Regions from separate parts of the Zea mays genome. Here region 2 is linked to region 1. The links are chromatin contacts, called in public Hi-C maps. All regions are on one chromosome and are shown on one strand. Each heading gives the region's core, a stretch centred on a gene start, on an enhancer-like site or on the middle of the called end of the contact. The rest is flanking DNA. Distances are from core to core; before and after follow the strand shown.

Evidence for each region. Hi-C and Micro-C count contacts between places; a contact is called where the count stands out from the background.
Region 2: a Hi-C map of tassel shows a contact between it and region 1, with 2.2 times the contacts expected there. The contact joins the promoter of LOC103649960 here to the promoter of LOC100281498 in region 1. A contact is called at or near these places in 3 of 25 Hi-C or Micro-C datasets (bundle sheath, leaf and tassel).

What each region holds. Positions count from the first base shown.
Region 1 is chr3:37,035,370-37,040,066 of Zm-B73-REFERENCE-NAM-5.0, reverse strand. It overlaps LOC100281498, which reads left to right and starts at 2,843. Exons shown (of 7, transcript NM_001368020.1): 1 at 2,843-3,180; 2 at 3,356-3,516; 3 at 4,289-4,357; 4 at 4,470-4,583; 5 at 4,669-4,697. The coding sequence starts at 3,117.
Region 2 is chr3:37,364,272-37,368,701 of Zm-B73-REFERENCE-NAM-5.0, reverse strand. It overlaps LOC103649960, which reads right to left and starts at 2,412. Exons shown (of 2, transcript XM_008675654.3): 1 at 2,150-2,412; 2 at 1,272-2,000. The coding sequence starts at 1,992. The coding sequence ends at 1,549. LOC100304334 reads left to right here. Exons shown (of 10, transcript NM_001356615.1): 10 at 1-346.

The DNA.
Region 1 (4,697 bases), core at 1,594-4,093:
CCCCCTCTAGGTGCTCTCAATTATAGCGGAGCGGCTCTCCAGAAACCCGAAGGTGGCAAGTTTGAAGCCATACGACCCTGGGCACCGGACAGTCCGGTGCGCCAGACCAGGGTTCTCTTCGGTTTCTTTTGCTCCATTCTTTTGAACCCTAACTTTGATCTTTTTATTGGTTTGTGTTGAACCTTTGGCACCTGTAGAATATATAATCTAGAACAAACTAGTTAGTCCAATTATTTGTGTTGGGCATTTCAACCACCAAAATCATTTAGGAAAAGGTTAAACCCTATTTCCCTTTCACCCAGGCACAAGCCATTCGGGGCGCGCTCCGAAGGTGATGGGGCGGAGCAGACCCCGATCGATGAGGTTATGCAAATCTTCCTCGATCACGGAGTTGTAGGGCCACGAGTCACGGGGAGCAAGGACGTTCAATCTCTCGGCCATGGCGAGGCAAGAAGGCAACAACGGAAAGGTACCCGGATCTCATGCTCCTCTCGTCCCAACACAATCTTTGGCCGCAGCCAAAAAAGCAAAAGTGGCTGAGGCTAGGAAGACGAATGCGGGGTGAGAGCCAGGCAGGGGCGGACCCATGTTGGTCTCAGCGAGGGCACATGCCCCGGCTCAAAATTTGTTAAATATAGTTAGTAGACAAATTTTCACCATTAGTGCCCCATCTCAAAAAAATTAGAGGCCCTCACTCATGTACATGTTCAGCTAAATTTCATATGTGGCTAGAAGTATGCCCCAGCTTAGTTTTTTGGCTGGGTCCGCCCCTGAGCCAGGGGCGCCCCTCCCATATATATATATATATATATATATATATACACACACACATATATATAGCGAACCCGCTAAGGTCAGTGCCGAGCCCCCCGCACTTAAAAATCAAATCTGTAAACAGATTTTGTTTCTCGAATCTCGCGCGCCGGAACGGATAGCCCATGGGCTTCACATCCCATCACATTAAATCCTGCATAGGGGCAACACGTTTCACCCCGCTGACGCAACCATCAGGCACCATTCCGCCTCCCAAGGTGGGCGCCTAAAAAGATGTCTCTCTCTCTCCCTTTCTTCTTCTCCATAGGTGATGGGAAATGAATATTTGTTTGGATTTCCTTCGTAGTGAAGGAAACGTGCACTGAGCCCCTTACTGATTAGGGGTTCGAAGGTTGGCCCCTCGGCGGGGTTCGACAACCACCCTAGAGCACACATGCTTGAGCCCTTTACTGATCAGGGGTTCGAAGGCTGACCCCTCGGCAGGGTTCAACAACCGCACAGAGCATAGAGTCAGGGATAACCATGGGTACGTCCGTACATGGCCGAGGTTCGGGCTACAATCCCGAGGTACCCTAGGACATATTCGAGACCCACATGAACACTTTGTAATGGTATCCCACCAGAGGAGGCACTAAGCCCTCGGATCCTATCGAATGGATCCGGACTAGCGAATCACCTGCAAGTATATTGGGGCGTGTCTCCGGACCGCTATTCGACCTCTATCGAAGGGGGCTCAGGCCTCCACTCGGGTCACCCGCTAACAACTCACAGGAAACTTTGTAGCATGGCACTTTCCCTCTCTTCGTGCTTGTAATGCGCCTAGGAAAATATATCTCCTCTAATTATCTTAATTACGTTTATTTTCACTGTAGATTATACTGTTATAGAGTGAAGTTTAAAATATGAAATATGATAGGGATAAAATAGGAAGTGTGCCGTAGGCCAAATAAGGAGTCGCCCGGATCCTAGGATGCGACTACGGTCTACGGGAGGAGCCCGCCCACGCCCAGTCTACTACTGTGGCAGCGGCACGTGACCTTGCGGTCTAGCAGGCCACGGTCAGGCCTCAGAGGAAAGCAACGAACCACCATCGTCCCGAAGCGGGCCCACCACGGCGACCGCGCATTTATTGCAACACGCGGCTGCCTGCCTGCCCCTTTCCTTTTCCGTTTCGCATGCACATTGGCGCCGCGCTTCTGCTACAGCCTACAGGCAGCCCACAGCTAAACACCAGGCCTATGCGACGCCACGCCACGCCACGCCACGCCGTACTCGTGCCCCGGTGCCGGTAGGAGCAACTCCAATAGTTCTCTAAGGGTCTGTTTGGTTGCCTGCATCTGCGCGTGCTTGCATCGTGGGATGCGGGTAGCTGCTGTTTGGTTGCTATGAGCCTGGCTATGCGCGTGCGAGCTCTGTGTTTGGTTGCCTGCATGTAGATTTGGATCCAGACTCGCACGATCCTTAAAGCACCTTGGGCCAGGCTCACCAGATACGAGCAGATTGGTCGCATCTCCAGAGCCAGGCTCCAGTGATCCTGGCTCACACAGCCAGGTTGGCGAGAGAAACCAACCAAACAGACCCTAAAAGACTTCCTAAATCAATAATTTAGGTAGTTAACATAAAAACTATTCTCCAACAGTTCTCTAAATGAACTTTCTAAATTTAACAACTTGTCATCTAACCTCATTTTCTCTCTACATTTGGCAACCATTTAACAACTCCCTAAACAAAAATATTGACTGCATTATATAGTTTTTGCGACTTATTTTTTTATGTGGATAGATACAAAACAAAATTACAACCTATATTTAGAGAACTATTGGAGAACTCACATTTTTTTACTCCAAAAACCATTTAGCAACTTCTTAAATCTATGATTTAGAGAGCTAAAATTTACATAACTATTGGAGTTGCTCCAGCAGCGCCGCGCGGTTGCGGTAGCGGTTGCCCGAGCGAATCCACGCGTCCGCCCGTTTCGCTCGCTGTCTCCCGCGGCACGGGGCTCCAGCGCCGAACGGAAAACCCCACCCCACCACCACTGGCTACTCCCGATCCCCAGTCCCCATCCCTCTCCTCGCAAAAGGCCACCGCGACGCGACCGCGTACTGGGGGCGAGACGCCAGTGCAGGCAGGCAGGCAGAAGAGGAGTCGCCAGGAAGCAACCGCGAGGGAGCTGCAAGCGAGCACAGCAGCAGCGCAGAAAAAAAATTCTGGAATAATTTTTCTTCCCTTTGGCTCCGTGAGGTTCCGGTGCTCGCTCGCTCGCCTGAGCTTCGATCGAGCCCGGTCGGCGAGGCAGGCGCCCGATCGCCGCTCTCCGGGAGCTTCCGGGGGGCCGTCGGATGGAGCCGTACGCGGCGGCGAAGAGCGGCGGGGCCGACGCCGGCACCGGCACCGGACTGGAAGGTACGCTTGCCGCCCGGTCCGACCTCGTCCACGTAACTGGGGGCTCCGCTGCGTCCGTGGGGGTTTCGCCGCTCTGCTTTTGCCCACTCACTCGCTAGGGTTTTGGATCTCCGATGCGACTGCTTGGACCCGGCGTGTGCTGCTGACCGTGCTGTTGACGTGGATGCTTTCGCAGACTCGATGCGGAGGCTGGGGCTCGGCGACGACGGGGAAGCAGGGGAGGAGAAGCTTCCGGAGCGGCCGGGCGAGGCGGACTGCGCCTACTACCTCCGCACGGGCGCCTGCGGCTACGGGGAGCGCTGCCGCTACAACCACCCCCGCGATCGGCCGGCCCCGGTGAGAACCAGCCTAATCCACGCCGCTCCCCCACCCCTATCCCTGCTCTGCTCTGTTTTTGTGTCTCGTGCTCAGCTCGATGGTTACTGGTGAGCTAAGCGCTTCTGCTATCCTGACAATGACGGGCGCTGCGTGATGATTACAGCTGGTTGGTGGGTGGCAAGTTTGTTGCTTAAAGTTGACGGTTTTCGGCGAGTTGATGATTATATAACGTCATGGAAGTGTGGAAGTTATGAAATTTTGGTGTCTTGTGGTTGAGGAGGGGGAATTTGGATTTGCTATCTTTGCCCTGGATAGTGAATATTGCCATACTGTTTAGGCGTTTACTAGCTTGCATTGCAGGCTGCTCTGCGTCTGCAGTTCTACTCCTATTAGGATTGTATTGTCTATGTGCATGTGCTTGTCTGATGTCTTGCATCTTTGGTACTCCGTTCCTCTATTCCAAATTATAAGACGTTTTGGCTTTTTTAGATTCATAGCTTTCGCTATACACATAGTATACACTATGTCTAGATACATAGTAAAACTAATGTATCTAAAACAAGCCAAAATGCCTTATAATTTGGAATGGAGGAGTATATAATAGCTATTCTTCATATATCTACATTGAGTGGGAGATTGGAGTCTGATAGGAGCTAGAACCCTCATATGTCACACCAGAATGAATGGGTGATTGGAGTCGAATGTACAGACTTGTAGGATATTCCAGAAATGTTTTAGCATGCCTTTTGATTTAAGCATGTACCTGTTAAAAGTCTTCTGTGTTTTCCAGGTTAATGGAGTTGGAAAGACCGCAGTTACAGTGGAGTACCCAGAGCGTCCTGGACAGCCTCTCTGTGAGGTAAATAAACCAATTCTAAAGCTATTTCTGATTGATATTTTAGGTCCAAATGTATTATATTTTGTTGTCATGTGGTGGAAACTCTGGTTACGAATGTTCTTGTTATTTTCAGTACTATGCAAAGAATGGCACCTGTAAATTTGGTTCCAATTGCAAGTTTGATCATCCCAGGGAGGGTGGTTTTGTACCTGTCACATTGAACAGCGGTGGATTCCCCCTGCGTCTGGTGGGTGTTCTCATTGCAATCCACGTTTCTGTTTAATCTAGGATCTTGTTTGTTTATTTTATGAAAAATTCCATGTTTAATGCAGGGTGAAAAGGAATGTTCCTATTACATGAA
Region 2 (4,430 bases), core at 1,163-3,662, 330 kb before region 1:
GCTGCAACATGAGCTGAGCAAGTGAGCAGGACATCAAGTACAGGTACTTTATATCAGTGACTGATCTCAGTTGCCACAATTGCTAAGTGGTAGTTTCGCTCGTAAATGTGCAGCCAGGGTGTTTTATGCTATCATTTATGTCCAGTTCGGGGCTGCTGTATATGGTGCTTTTGAACCATATTTGGAAGGTGGCTAGAAGGAAAGAACACTTTGTTTCCTCGCGACTTTGGTTGGCAATTACCCCAGTTTCATGTAATTCTGTAATACCTGTAATTTCTCTGAGAATACTGTAGTTCAATATCATGTGTAAATAAATCATCTATAAATGCATGTGAAGTTCATGTACAGTAGCTGTTAAAGAGTTATTGTAAGTCTTTGTTTGGATACTCTATTATTCACATGAATCTACATGTATTGAGGTGTATTAGGGTATAATCAATACATATGGATTGAGGTGAATACTAGAGTATGCAAACAAATCATAACTCATGAATCTTGGTACTATTGTGTAGTTTTTACTTTTTACAAATGGTGATAACGTTCTGTGCAAATAACTGGCTATTTTATCGATCATTACTGTTTGCTCTTGTTCAGTTTTTCAGTTTGCGAGTTCTACATCCTTTGACAGCAAATTTGTGCAGATATACTACTCTGCTTACGTGTCCACTACTAGTTGGCAGAAGGCATCGTACCAATGGTCAATAGGGTAAGACGAAGATTTCGTCCTCATGTTTCGTCATGACTCATTTGACTGGCCATATGGCCGCCCATATCCATGTGGTCGTTATTAGTCCTCGAGAAGATTTTTCCTTGTGCACTGTATCTGTCACGACTTGTACAGTAAAGCGACTGTACAAAAAACCGATACGCTGGTGTTGTCGTTTGCTTTGGCTACCATTTTTAGAAATTGGCCCTCGAGAACGACCTGCCTATAGCTCCGCGCTGTTTGTGGCATGCAAATTTTTCGTCCGAAATCTGCTGTGCGATTTAGATCAAAATTTGAAGAGCCAGACACTTGAGATGCGGTTATCATTGAATTAAACTGTTAGTTTAGTTTGAACTCTGAAGGCGCCTGGTAAATACTCCCTCCGTTTCATTTTAGTTGTCGCTGGATAGTGCAAAATTGAACTATCCAGCGACAACTAAAAAGAAACGGAGGGAGTATAACTATTAAACGAGCCACATAGTGCCATCCAAAAAGTGCATTGACATTGTGCTTTTGTTTAACACTCGCTCGTGCATATAAGCATATGGCAGTGTTATCAAAATTTGTCCACTTCATTAAAAAAAAAGGGTGCGGATGTTCATACTCAGGGTCAATCTATTATTTGACATATCTGCAGCCATCACCGAACTCATGATTCTGTGAAGTATTGAACCAGAACCTTGAAGCTTATGCTAACAAGACCGAGGACTTGCTGCGTGGTCGTAGACTCGTAGCTCACAATTCACGTCCCACTCCCAGTGTACATTACATTACTTGCAGCCGTTGTACCAACTAGTCAATATACTGACTGACGCTTGTTTGGTGCATGTCATCGCAACGCTTCAAAGGAAAAAAAAAAGAAGTGCTTTCGAAGAGCAGTTGACCCAGAGAGACGGAGATACTTCAACAACTATAACAAGGACAAGGACGCGCATCCAGGCATCGCTCTTGAGCTTGCCCGCTTGCAGCTGAAGGCCCCTCTGCACCGCCATTCCCCAGGCTGCGAGTCCGTCCATGGGGAAGGTGTGCCTGCTCACCGTCGACGAGAGCATCCTCGTGGCGTTGGCCCTCGTCGCCGTCGCCGCCTTGATGCTCGTCGCCCTCTTGCTGCCCCCGCCGCGCCGCCGCGGCTTCTTCTGAGAGCACGGCCACGGGCCATGGCCGGGCGTGCCGTTGGTCCGGTTCGGAGTCGTGGTGAGTGATCGGTTCAGAGTCGCTGTGACCCGCCAGTAGTGCCATGCCTCGTCGATCTGGAACTGCTTGCGTGTTTGTACGCCGGGTAGCATCTGTTGCTCTGTAAACCATCATGCATATGACAGTTCATGTATGTGGGTGTGGGATCGTCTTGTACAAGTTCATGGTATATGTATATGTGCAGAGAGCGACCAAAGTATCCCCCCTCGATACCGATCGTATTTACCCGCGCATGCGCAGCAGACGCACCAGTAGAGTAGTGCGGCGGTTAGCATCAGCGTCTCCTTCTTCCTCTTTTTTTACCAGGGCAGGGGGCAGCGGATTGAAGACGTGTTTGACAAGAGCAGCAAAGACGCGCGCGGCCAGACCGGCGCGGGAGAGCGCGGTGGGGTGGGGGCTAGCTACAGCGAGTGCAGGGGGCAAGCGGCCAGAGGCCATAGCTGCTTTGGGACCACAAACAGACGCGAACAATCGCCTATGAGTTTTTAGAGCACAAGTCCATTACATATTGTCTGAGCAGTGCGGAGGCTACGAGCCACGGTCCTCCGCAGGTGTTGATAGAGACCTGACCTGATAATCCGAACGACACAGCAACCAGACTGCTCTAAGATTGTTGCTGATCTTGTGTTTTGGCATGTAATCGAGCTGTTTCGTTTTCGTAGAATACACACGACAATCGCCTAATTTTGTACTTCATCCGTTCCAAACACCTGTACAACAGATAAAATAAGGTAAACAAAACCCGCTTTAAAACGGTTGTACAGAGGAATAAGATGAAAACAAACTGCCCCAGTTTTTTCAAATTCCTCCCCCGGTCGCTGACATCGCGGGCCACAGGCGGAGCTGCTGCGAACGCGCGGGTTGGCAGGGTTGCCGCGCCCGCTGCTCCGAGGAGCGGCCGAGAGCAGGCTCCTCGAAATGGCCGAGCAGACATGCGCACGGACGCATGAGAAATAAGAACGACGGAGATCAAGGAAACCAGAAGAGAATAAAAAAGGTATGTGAGGCATATGGCTGGCAGGCCTATCGCCATATCAGCTAAAGGCGGTCTATATAGTTCATATTATCAGTTTTTTTATCTATAACGCTCTAGTGCATAATTTTTATCATCAGTCTATAGTTACTCAATCGCTGGATTAGCTTTATTTTACAGACTTTTAGTTGACATTAAACACTAAATTTTAATAAAATTCAAATACATCTAATTATGTAATCAAGCGAAAATTGCATAATTCACAACAACAATTAAAAATTATATAACTCAAGCATAATAATAAAATATATAATTTAAAAATAAAGTTACAAAACATAAACATAAATATTATAATTCATAAATAATATAGTTTATATATTAGATTCACAATTTTTATTGAGTTTTTTCCGAGTTTTTGGACTTGATAAAGTAAAAAAATAGTTAACTGTCGTGGCGCACGCGTGGACCAATCAAAACATGCCACCGATCACTAAAGTCGGTCGTCACCGATCGATTAGTCCAATGCAATGGTTGATACTGACCAATCGATACCAACCGGTTCGACTCCAACGTAGACGGTATCAACCGGTTCGGACAGTCAAACACTGTGGTCGACCATAAGGTAGGAGTCGCTACCGACTCGCGTTGCACCCAGCCTAAAGGGAGTGCACTGTCTCTGTAACTTGGAGCTTTGTTTTCTTTGGAGATTTAGTTTTGAGAGGTACTATTAGATATGTATTATGTATAGATACACAATTAGAAACTATATATATTTAAAGAAGTTAAACGATGTATAATTTACATGGCATCTTCAACAAGGCCTACAAGACGATAACCAGAAGGCAATGTGTAACTGCAAGCAAGCCCAAATTGTGGGTTTTGGTGATAATAACTATACAATTAGAGGATTAATCTTGTTTACCAAGCATTGTGACACGAAAAGCAAAAAAGGAGAATGCTCATGACAAAGGAAGCATCCCAAAACCCAATATAATCTATTGTATGCTTTTATCTTACTAGATGAGTGCCCCGTGCGTTGCAACGGAAACACACAATACCATGATAACTTATATATATAATGTGTCTTATATTGTTATAAGAAAATGTTTCATAATTCATTTGTGATCCTAGCCATATATAAATTTTGTTATTTTAATTTAACTGTTTCACTACTACATTACAACCATCAGTATCATACAGACTTCGATATATACCATGATTTGCATGGTCTCATCATTGGAGAGCACGTGCCACACCTATCGGTAGAAGTTCTCTCGTACATCGTCAGTCATCAGGCACGCACAACCATACATGTTTGCTTAAATAAAAAGGCAAGTGTGTGCGTTTGCGAAGAGAATTAAAGGCAGGCCAGCACAAAAGCTACCTCGGCGATGGCAAGTGGTCATTGTTGTCGGTCCTCCTCTGCGTCACCTCTGTCGCTAAGATGACGCCACAGTTTTTGATATAGTAGTCGTCGAACGTGCGTGACATGGCGAGTACCGATGACTTTTGGCTGGGCTGCTAAACGAAGTGCACCCCGGGCTCATCAGCGAGGTA